Regions from separate parts of the Mus musculus genome. Here regions 1 and 3 are each linked to region 2. The links are chromatin contacts, called in public Hi-C and promoter capture Hi-C maps. All regions are on one chromosome and are shown on one strand. Each heading gives the region's core, a stretch centred on a gene start, on an enhancer-like site or on the middle of the called end of the contact. The rest is flanking DNA. Distances are from core to core; before and after follow the strand shown.

Region 1 (3,410 bases), core at 896-3,395, 110 kb before region 2:
CCTTCCCAAGGCTAATAAAATAAGGAAATGCTATTTGGACAACCCGGGGCCTGGGCAGGACTGATAACTCAGTGCTTAAGTATATACTTCCTGCTCTTCCACAGGAAATGAGTTTGGATCCAGTACCCAAGTCAGGCAACTCACATCAGCCTGTAACCCCAGCGCTATGGCTCATCCTCTTCTGGTCTCTTCAGACACTCCCAACCTCCACCCTATGCACGCGCCTGCACACGGAGACACGTGAATAAAAATAAGCTTAAAAGAAAAGCCAGGGCTGGAGAGATGGCTCAGCAGTTGAGGCACTGACTGTTCTTACAAGGGGCTCTAAGACAACCACCTAAAATTCCAGTTCCTGGAGATCCGATGTCCTCTTCTGCCTCTGAGGGAGCCAGACATGGGTATGATATGCATGCATACATGAAGTACTTCCCATGTACACATACAAAACATAGAGGTTTTAAAAAAAAAAACCCAGCGTAAAAATGATTATTAGGGGCTGAGGCTATAGCTGAGTTGGCAGAGTGCTTGCTTAGACGCATGAAGTCCTCAGTTTGACTCTCCGCACATATGCCAGCTGTGGTGGCACATGCCCATGACCCTAGCACATGACAACATGAAGCAAAGGAGGGCCAAAGGATGCCAAAGTAGGCAAAACCTTCCTACACATAGATCAATCTTGAGTAAGAGTTTGTTCTGGGCAATGTACTGATAGTCTCATTCATATGAGAAATATTACTTATTTAATTTTAAAAACCATCTACTTACTTGTTTATCTATCTATCTATCTATCTATCTATCTATCTATCTGTCTATCTATTCTTTATGTGTACTGGTGTTCTGCATGTCTGTGAGAGGCTGCCAGATACCCTGGAACCAGAGTTACAGATGGCTGTGAGCTGCCATGTGGGTGCTGGAAAATGAACTCAGGCCCCGTGGAAGAGCAGCCACTGTGCTTAACCACTGAGCCGTATTTATTTAATTCTTAAAAATAAAAGCTTTTTTAAAAAATGTAATTATTTTGTATATATAGGTGTTTGCCTGCATGTTTGTGCACCATGTGTATGCAGTGTCCCTGGAAGCCAGAGGAGGGGGTTGGCTCCTCTCTGGGACTGGAGTGACAGATGGTTGTGACCCACTATGTGGGTACCTGGAATCAAAGTCGGGTCCTCTGGAAGAGAAGCCAGTGCTCTTAACCACTACCTACTTATTTCCTGACAGGACCTTACTATATTTTCTGGGCTCTTGTGATCCTCCTGCCTCATCCTCTTAAATGTGGGGATTATAGGAGTATGCCACCATTTTTGTCTTGAAACATACTTTAAAGACTTTCTTCCTTCTGGTTTTTGTTTTTTTTTACTCTGTAGCTCTGACTGTCCTGAAACTCACGATGTAGACCAGGCTGGCCTTGAACTCACAGAGATCTGCCTCCCAAGTACTTGGATGAAAGGCACGTGCCACCAAGCATGGCTATTTGTTATTTTCAAAATTATACTCATTTGTGTATGCCCCCCACGGTGGCTTGTACCATGGTATGAGTGTGACAATCAAAGGTCAGTTTGCAGGGGCTGGCTCTCTCCTTCCACTAGGTATGTCCCCCAAAATTTAACTATCTATGTAGATCTAGATGAATGGATGGATGGGCATGGGGCCTCATGTCGCCCAGGCCCGCCTTAGACCTGCTATAAAGTCAAGGATTTTGGTCCCACTCCTTCCTCTTTCCAAGGGTGCCAACACTGACACTAAGGCCCTGGCTTGCCTGGCCTTGCTCAGTAGTAGGGAGTAAGCCCAAAGCTTCGTGCGTGCATGAAGTACAATCATACTACCAACTAAGCTATCAAGCAGCTTGTGAGGCCCTTTCATTGTAATCTGAGATCAAGATTAATCTGACGATTTAAAGCACACTCTTGTTTTTTACCTCTAGTCACATAAAAAAAAAAAAAAACAATATATAAGACCGACTGAGAACAGTTTTAAATAAGCCGAATTTCTTAAATGAAGACACCAGCTGGGCCAGTTCGGGGCAGTCACTGTAATTAGACACAGGAAAGGCTGTGGGGTAGCAGGAGGGCCAGAGCTGTGAATTCCCCTCCTACGCCTGACTCACACAGATGACCATAAAAGGCAAATCACAGCTCAGAAGACAGGCAGACTCAAGGCACCAACCATCTTTTTTTCCAGTCAATTTTGCAAACTTCATCTGGGGGCCGTACACCGACCGTGCACTGCCTGATAACGTAAGAGCTTCCCTCCAGGACAGAGAAATTGAATCAACAGTGACAGCAGCTGACCCTGCATCTAATCAAAGGCCCATCGGTTATGTAATCACTCACAGTGGCCCTAGGGATATTTCTTTGATGGTAAATGATATCAGTATGAAGAAGAAGAAAAAAAAGAGCTCAGAACTGTTCTTTGAGCTCCTGCCCAATAGACCGAATCCATGTACAGAAGACGTGCCTCCAAACTCAACCAGGACATTTACTGGCTCTATCTCAGGTCTTTGATTTAGGTTTGAATTTGCAGAAGGAAAGGTTATTTCTAAAGCTCTCTTCTTGCTTGATTTAAGTGGCATTTATGACTTCTGCGTGACAGTCTAGAGCAGGGCTTCGTAACTCCAGCATTACTGTCATTTTTATTACTGGGGTGGGGTGTCTTACACACCACAGCAGTTTAACAACCATCTCTGTCTTTTACCTATCAGATGCCAGTAACACTTTTGGAAGTAGTTGTAACAAGCAGAAATGACTCTCTCTAGGTAGGTATGAGGTGCATGCTCTAATCATAACACTGGAGTTCAAGGCCAGCCTAGACTACTTAACGAGATCCCCATCTCTAACGAATAGCAACATAAAGCTTCTAGATACAGCTTTGTTCCCCAGGAGCAAACTGCCAAATTTAGTCACTGCTATTTCCTTAATGTGATTCCCAGGGCACTGCAGGCTTTGTCCTCAACACCCCAAGGACCTCCCCACCTTTTGCCTTCCAGATTAAGACATGCCGATTTTGGATGCGGTTTCCTAGGACAACTGATCGGAAATAATTGTAGTTACCTCTTCTGTGTAAGCCTTGGGAAGAGGCAGTCCAGCGGTGACCTAGAAGATAGGATAGAAAGTCAGCCACGTTTCCTACTCACTGTTGGCACTAAAGTGGTGCTCAGTACACTGACAGGCAAGTGGCTGCACTCCCCAAAGAGTAATGGGCAGCAGTGTGAAGCTGTTTCCTGCTCAACAGGCTTGGAATGTGAGACTGTAGAGCTTCGAGCAGTCAGGTGTTTCTTTGTGATGCGAGATTGGGTGGGGGTAGGGTATGGCACAGATGGATGAATGCCAAGGTAGACAGAAATATGCTGTGGCAGAACACTGATCCCAGGGAATGAAGCACACACCAGTGGAATGGAAGTAAGGGTGAGCATG
Region 2 (3,434 bases), core at 342-2,841:
CCAAAGACTGACGGCCTCCAGCCTTGTCATTCTCCCTGACTGCTGGGGGCTGGAAGCTGACGGCTTCTGGAAACTTAACACTCTCGTACTTATTCTGTGGCTGAAAACTGCTGGCTTCTTTTCTCTTCAACTCTCTGTGCTTAAAGAAGCACTGGGGAAACTTAACACTTTGTGCTTAAATAAACTCTGGGGGAATCTTAACTCTTTGTTATTATTCTGTGCCTTCCACAAGCACTAAAAAAACAAAAACAAAAACAAAAACAAAAAAACAAACAAACCAAAAAACCAAAAAACAAAACCAAAAAAAAAACCCCAAAACAAACAAACAAACAAACTTGACTCTTAATGCTTAAATAAACACCGGGAAATTACAAAAAGGATTTCTTGCTGCTGCTCCTTTCTCGGGCAAGTCAGCTAGAAGCCTCTGAGAGGCTCAGAGCTCGTTAACACTTTTTGAACCAGAAAGAAAAGAAAAGAAAAAAGAAAAAAGGAAAGGAAAGGAAAGGAAAGGAAAGGAAAGGAAAGGAAAGGAAAGGAAAGAAAAGAGAAAAGGGAAAGAAGTCACTCACACAGAGAACACACACACACACACACACACACACACACACACACTTTGGGTGAAGTGGAAAACAGCTACACCACCTTTCTTTATTGCTATCAGCCTTTTTATAGCGTTTTAGACAAAAAGTTCTCTATGTAAGAAAGAATTACTTTATAGATAAAATGTTCCATAAAAAGGGAGTTTCAGAAAGGTATGAAGAACAAGTTCAAAGCAGTGTTTCCTTCTCTAAGCTCATTCTAAGTTCCAACAACAGGTTTTACATGGGCTTGCCTTATCGTGTGCACACCTGTGGCTTCATCCTTGGAACTGAAGGTTTCCTTGAACACAAAGTTGTCCCAAGCCTATATCTTTCTTTAGTGTAATTATGAAAGCTCACTGCATATCGTCTTATGCAGCATTTACTGACTAACCTGAGAGAAAAGTCCATTGCCCCGACCCCCACCCCCGAATAAATGGCTGGGGCATCCATCTAAGGCTGCAGCAGTGTGTGGATTGTTGACTCTGTATGAGGCGACTACAGAGAGCTCCAGAGAGGCTCCGTCCTCAAGCCCCAGGCAGACAGCTACAGCCAGGGGCAGCACCCCAGCCCAGAGCTGGGACTTGGGCAGCGCCAGGGTCGGATTCACTCAGCCTAGAGATGGACAGGGGACCCTGGAGTGCAACTGCCTGTACGGTAGTTTTTTTGTTTTTTGTTTTTGTTTTGTTTTGTTTTGTTTTGTTTTGTTTTGTTTTGTTTTGTTTTGTTTTGCAGAGACAGTGAGCTGATGTGGGTATCTATGCCCAAAGGAGCCTTTCTGTGTTCGCTTCCCCACATCCTCCTTGTCTACACAGGACACAGGACAGCCAGACCAGGTCTCCTGACTGCTTGCGCTGCAGGCTGCCTGAGATCAGTACACATGCTGCCAGCTACAACCCAAACAAAAGACAGAAAGCTGGCTCCAAAGCACAGAAGCCTTAGGTCTTTCCACAGTCAGCCCTTCCTCGCGAATAAAAGAATCACAGAGGACTGCAGTGTCCCGAATCAAACAGCAGAGGGAGACAGAGGTACAAAAAGCTCTGGATCATTGCTGAACGAACAGCTTGCTTCAAGGCTGGAGCTGCTTAGAATCTTAACATTATCTCAAGATAATAAATGTGACTTGGATCTCTGAGTTCTAATGATGGGGTTGTGGGCAGCTTCAATTACTCTGACAAAACACTTTCTGTAATTACAGGATCTTGTGGTACCAGAAGCACCTGAGCTAGAAGGCACAGCCCTGAGACATTGTATTCTGCTTCTGTTCTTTGGCGGTCATCGTAGGAGTCGTTAGGTTTTACAGCCAGGGGTTTCCCAAAATTCTCCTCCTTCACTGTCCGCTGGCCTTCAACTCTAAGTGTTCCCTTCCACATGGAGGGACCCTACCCAATGTCCTTGCCTGCGGGTCAGAAAACTCAAATGGCCATCTAGGCTAAGGCCACCTTCCTGCTCAGAATTTGCTTTCGGGTTGCTACAAAACTTGAGGTCCTGAAGATCCCAACAGTGCGGCAAAGCCAGTTTTACCCGACTTGAGCCTGCGCAGGCGGACTGCTCTTGTGTCCATCGAAGACCTGGCAACAAAACGTGCCTGGATTCCAGCCAATCAGGGTGTGGGGGTGGTGTCAGGGCGCTGCCCGGGCGGGGTGTTGGGCGGGGCAGAGTTGCGTGCCTGTTGGTCTCTGTCGCAGCAGGCAGGTGATTTCCCTGTCTTGGCTCCTGGCGGCTTCGCATTTTCTCTCAGATCAGCCAGACTGGGGTCTGACTCTAAATGCTGGGAAGTTTTCCAGAACCTTGCAGTGCTGGCTACAACTCTGCATGTGCTCCGTGTGCAAGGTTCCCCTAAGCTGTACGTGTACTCAGCTCTGCAAGCTGGCTTTAAACTCACAGAGATTGTTTTCCTTCCAAGGGCTGGCATTACAGGCTGTGCCACCATGCGCAGCTTATTACTTTTAAAAAATTCTTATTTTTATTTTACGTGTATATGTGAGTGTCTATATATTTGTGAGTGTTCCGTGTTGTGTGCCTGGTGCCTGTGGAGGCCAGAAAGTGTTGAGTCCCCTGGACCTGGACTTACAAGCAGCTGGGAACTGCTATGTGGGTGCTGGGAACTGAACCCTTGTCTTCTGCAGGAGCAGCCAGTGCTCACAACCTCTGAGCCATCTAGTATGTAGCCTAGGATGGCCTGGGAATTGGCTATGTAGACCAACTGGCCTCTAACTCACAGAGATCCGTGTACCTCTACCTCACCAGCTGTGCGTGTGTTTATCTTAAGTCATTTATTTACTCTATGTGTATATGTGGGTGCCTGCGTGTATGCATTTGCATGAGGTGCATGCAATGCCAAAGGAAATCAGAAGAGAGTATTGGATCCCTTGGGACTGGAGTGATAGGTAACGTTGTGAGCTACTGTGTGGGTGCTAGGGACCAAACGTGGGCTCTCTGAAAGAGCAGTGCATTCTCTTAATGGCAGACACCATGCAGGAAGAGCTCCAGTGGGCAAGTGAGCTTCCTGGAGATGACCCACCATTTGGCATGGCTGGGATGGGTGTACCTTGTCCCATGACTGCTTCTTGCTCCTGCTGTGCCTTCTCCTGTTTGTCCTTGCTGTACTCCCCCAGGGACGAGGCCATAAGTCTCAGTGCACACCATGGTAAGTAAAGTAAGGAGTGGGTAATTCTAATATGAGTGTAACAACATAAAATGGATAATTAGCTAGAGTTAAAAAATAAGACATAAGATAGATGGCCTGTTTATTGGTAAAAACTTTGTTAATTTAATGACTTTTAGAACTATTGCTTTGAACTTACAATGAATTTGTAAAGTAGAAGATAGCTAAAACTATTGCTTTTAATGAGT
Region 3 (3,090 bases), core at 482-2,981, 110 kb after region 2:
CAAAGCAACTTACTGTCCTTCTGTGAGTGGCAGGTCATCTATTGGTAACAAGTAAGCTTAAAGGCCAAGTGGAGCAAGGGAAGGCAGAGGCAGAGGGGGAGGGGAAGAGACAGACAGACAGATGGACAGATAGACAGACTGATTTACCCAGTGAGTCTAACCTGCTCTGTGGCTTAACCTCTGTCTGACACCCTCAATGCATTGGAATCAGAATGTTTCTCCAGCAATCACCTGAGAATTTATTCCAAGAATAACAGATGAATTGTTAAAGTCTCTGTAGTTCTGCTCCCCACAGACACTGTAACTCAACTGTCACCTTCACTGGTTCGGGAAGCATGTGCCCTTTGCTGATCCTGATGGCTGACCTCTATACATCAGGCCTCACTCATATGGTTCTCAAACCACTCAGACCTTCAGTTAACATCAGGAAACAAGGAAACCTAGTCAGAACGGCGTGGCATGACATGACATCAGCCACCTGGGCAGCTTGTGTGGGACCCACCTCTGCACTTGCCCATGGTTATCCAGGTAGTAGTTGTCATGCATTACCTCTGGACACATGACATATACCCAGAAGAAAAGAAGTCTGGTCTCCTGAGCTGAATTCCAGGACTGATGACCAAAACTGTACTGTTGGGTGCAAAGGAGAAGCCATGCATCCCAAAAGACATTTTTTTCCCCCTATGAAACCAAACAAAATTAGGGTCATGCCTAAGAGCAGCTGTAGAATAGAAGAGTTCTATGACAGGAATCTTGGGTAGAGAGATACAGGGCATGATCAAGGTGAATAAAGTTTTTCTTTCATCTTAACTAGAGGTGGCTCAGAATATAACACTGAAGAACACAGCTCTCCTTCAAGAACCGTCAAAACGAAGGTGACTTGGTGATCATTGCATATAGCAAGCAGAAGCCTTGCTATGTATATGAGAGGCTTTAAATAGCAAATGCATATTTCTGGAATAATTCATGTTCATGCACATGGAGTAATATACCTTTCAGCTCTGTTCTAATGGCAAACAGTATACGGTATGCAAATTATAAAAGCCCAGGTAGGTGTAAGTTAAACGATGCCTCTGTCAATGTGGACAGCGTAACAAAATTAGTAAGGAGAACTAAAACGGTCAATAGTATCCAAACCTGGACCCAAGGAAATACTTAAACCTATAGGCAGTTGTCAGTTGCTGAACGTAATGTACCAAGCTTGTACAATTTTATCCTTTTAAAGAGCTTAATATCTTCATAGTAAAATCATTAATTTCCACGCCCTGATTTGAGGGCACAGACAGGATAGCACATTTTGGAGCCAATTGCTGCTTTGGAGCATTTTTGATGCTGGGAGATTTCTATTTTTCACACAGCATAATCGCATCTCTCTCTCTCTGCCTGGTTTGTCAGAGGTAGGCTGCGGACACCACAAGCATGCTGACGCCAGAGAGAACCCATCCCCCGATGGCTGAGTGCACACACTCCGCAGCCACCATCTCATCGGTGATCTCTATTGTAACCAAAACGAGTGAGCCAGACAGCAAGACACACAGAGATAGCAGGGGCCACCTGGGTCACGGGTGCAGCTGCCGCTGACATGGCACTTACTGTTTATGAGAAAAAACCATTCCTTAGGTTTCAGCGGACGCTCCAAGTTCCCGGCTGCACCTCCACCTCCTGGCCAGGCGGCCCCTCCCCCTGCCCAGCCTGCTCTCTTCATTCACTGGCTCAGCATCTTCCAACCAGGCCCTCCGCAAGGCTCCCCATCGGCCGCGGCAGCGGCACCACCCCAGTTGGCTCCTGGGCACAGGGTAATGCCGGCAAGGAAGGAAGACACCTTTTTCTATGCTCCGCAATTTTTAATCTGTTTTTCCCCTTGCAATAAAGAAACCATGTCTCTCCAGCTCTTTGCTCTCACACACACAGCCTTTGTTCTGACGCTACAGGATTGCAAGGCTGAGGGGAGAAAGTCCCAGCGTTATCTTGGCACCGTGTTATTTATGAAGTGCTATAAAGCCAGGGAGGAAACATTTAGATTGGGAACATGGGAGAAAAGAGATTTCTGGTTTATAATTTCTCCGTGTCACGTTTACAAGCAGCAGTGAAACCTGAAGCCCGAGCTTCAGGTGGGGGTGGGGGTGAGGGTGGGGGGTGGAGGGTGATTTGCTCAGGTCCTGAGGAGACGTTTCCCTAAGGAGCTTTCCTCTTGCCTAAGAACTGGAGCCCTGCCTGAGAAGGCCAGAGTTCATCTTACACTATCCCACTGACGGTTGCACAGGGAGGGACTCCACCTTGCAGTACAAATGGGCCTCAAGATAGAGGAGATTTCAGTTTCTCCCTTCTGGGTTTTCTAAAATGTAGGAAGACGGAAATCCTTCTTTCTCCTATGGCAATGTCTTGGGCTTGTTTCTTTTCCTATTTTGAGACTTTAGCTCCTGTGTTCCTACAACCCACGACTTAACCATTACTCTATTTCACACCTGTGAGATGACGATGACATGACGACGACAATGTAAGCCTTCTATACCAGTGGAACAAGGTGTGCAGGCTTGGCAACATTTTTCCCTAAAACGTGGCACCTGGTTTACTCGCTGCCACAAGCTGAGCTGCTCCTGTGACCTCTGAGTGGGAGACTCTGGCGCTCATTCCCTGACCAAGCACATCCGGGCAATTGCTTCCCATTAGTTGGCTGCATTCCCCTTGGGGAAGCCCTCAACTCCCAGAAGGCACTTCTGCTCCGGAGGGGGAATAGTTGGATTGACAGGAAGGAAAGTAGAACTGGGCAGGGCCACCTCCAGCAGTTCCTTCTCTATACCCAGTGACCTCTATACCCTTCCCGGCACCTGTGCTGGTTGGAGAAAGACAGCTTCCTGACCGGAAGCACTGTTTGGCCTCTCACAGTGACCTTGGGAAGATACAGCTAAGAGGAAGGCCATGAAAAGGGTTAGCCCATTCTACATGGGATGAAAACCATCCATAACCCACGGTTGCCGGGGTAAAACCTGCTGAGCTTAGATGTCATTTTACTTGCTATCAGCATACACGAGACGGGGTTCTCACATTGGTAGAGGGAATGTGAAAAGTATGTTTAATTTCTTTTGCTGT

Evidence for each region. A called contact is a pair of places that touch in the nucleus more often than the background predicts. Capture Hi-C pulls out chosen DNA fragments and counts their contacts.
Region 1: a promoter capture Hi-C map of adipose tissue shows a contact between it and region 2. The contact joins two enhancer-like sites. A contact is called at or near these places in 1 of 15 datasets of contacts at CTCF or cohesin (the G1E-ER4 cell line), 7 of 484 Hi-C or Micro-C datasets (the G1E-ER4 cell line, the HL-1 cell line, Sertoli cells and 1 more), 2 of 115 datasets of contacts at active chromatin or transcription factors (embryonic stem cells and epiblast stem cells) and 3 of 9 other capture datasets (adipose tissue, embryonic stem cells and pancreatic islet).
Region 3: a contact with region 2 is called in a Hi-C map of forebrain, with 2.0 times the contacts expected there. The contact joins two enhancer-like sites. A contact is called at or near these places in 4 of 39 promoter capture datasets (frontonasal cranial neural crest, hippocampal neurons, liver and 1 more), 8 of 484 Hi-C or Micro-C datasets (Sertoli cells, cerebellar granule neurons, cerebral cortex and 5 more), 5 of 115 datasets of contacts at active chromatin or transcription factors (acute myeloid leukemia, bone marrow-derived macrophages, embryonic stem cells and 2 more) and 3 of 9 other capture datasets (adipose tissue, liver and pancreatic islet).

The regions. Positions count from the first base shown.
Region 1 is chr12:76,306,901-76,310,310 of GRCm38.p6, reverse strand. Mthfd1 (methylenetetrahydrofolate dehydrogenase (NADP+ dependent), methenyltetrahydrofolate cyclohydrolase, formyltetrahydrofolate synthase) reads right to left here. Exons shown (of 28, transcript NM_138745.2): 22 at 3,048-3,089. Gm40443 (a long non-coding RNA gene) reads left to right here. Exons shown (of 3, transcript XR_001780628.2): 3 at 1-470. Among named protein-coding and RNA genes, the nearest start is that of Gm40443, 15 kb to the left of the region's middle. Within about 2 kb of position 2,145, at least 135 of the 459 cell types and tissues checked have an H3K27ac peak or open chromatin away from gene starts, as enhancers often do. A contact at or near this core is called in Sertoli cells and adipose tissue, where this site is marked.
Region 2 is chr12:76,194,963-76,198,396 of GRCm38.p6, reverse strand. No RefSeq gene overlaps it. Among named protein-coding and RNA genes, the nearest start is that of Esr2, 19 kb to the right of the region's middle. Within about 2 kb of position 1,591, at least 232 of the 459 cell types and tissues checked have an H3K27ac peak or open chromatin away from gene starts, as enhancers often do. A contact at or near this core is called in Sertoli cells, adipose tissue, cerebellar granule neurons and 4 more, where this site is marked.
Region 3 is chr12:76,080,487-76,083,576 of GRCm38.p6, reverse strand. The region is part of intron 99 of Syne2 (spectrin repeat containing, nuclear envelope 2); the gene reads right to left. Among named protein-coding and RNA genes, the nearest start is that of Esr2, 95 kb to the left of the region's middle. Within about 2 kb of position 1,731, at least 114 of the 459 cell types and tissues checked have an H3K27ac peak or open chromatin away from gene starts, as enhancers often do. A contact at or near this core is called in Sertoli cells, adipose tissue, cerebellar granule neurons and 4 more, where this site is marked.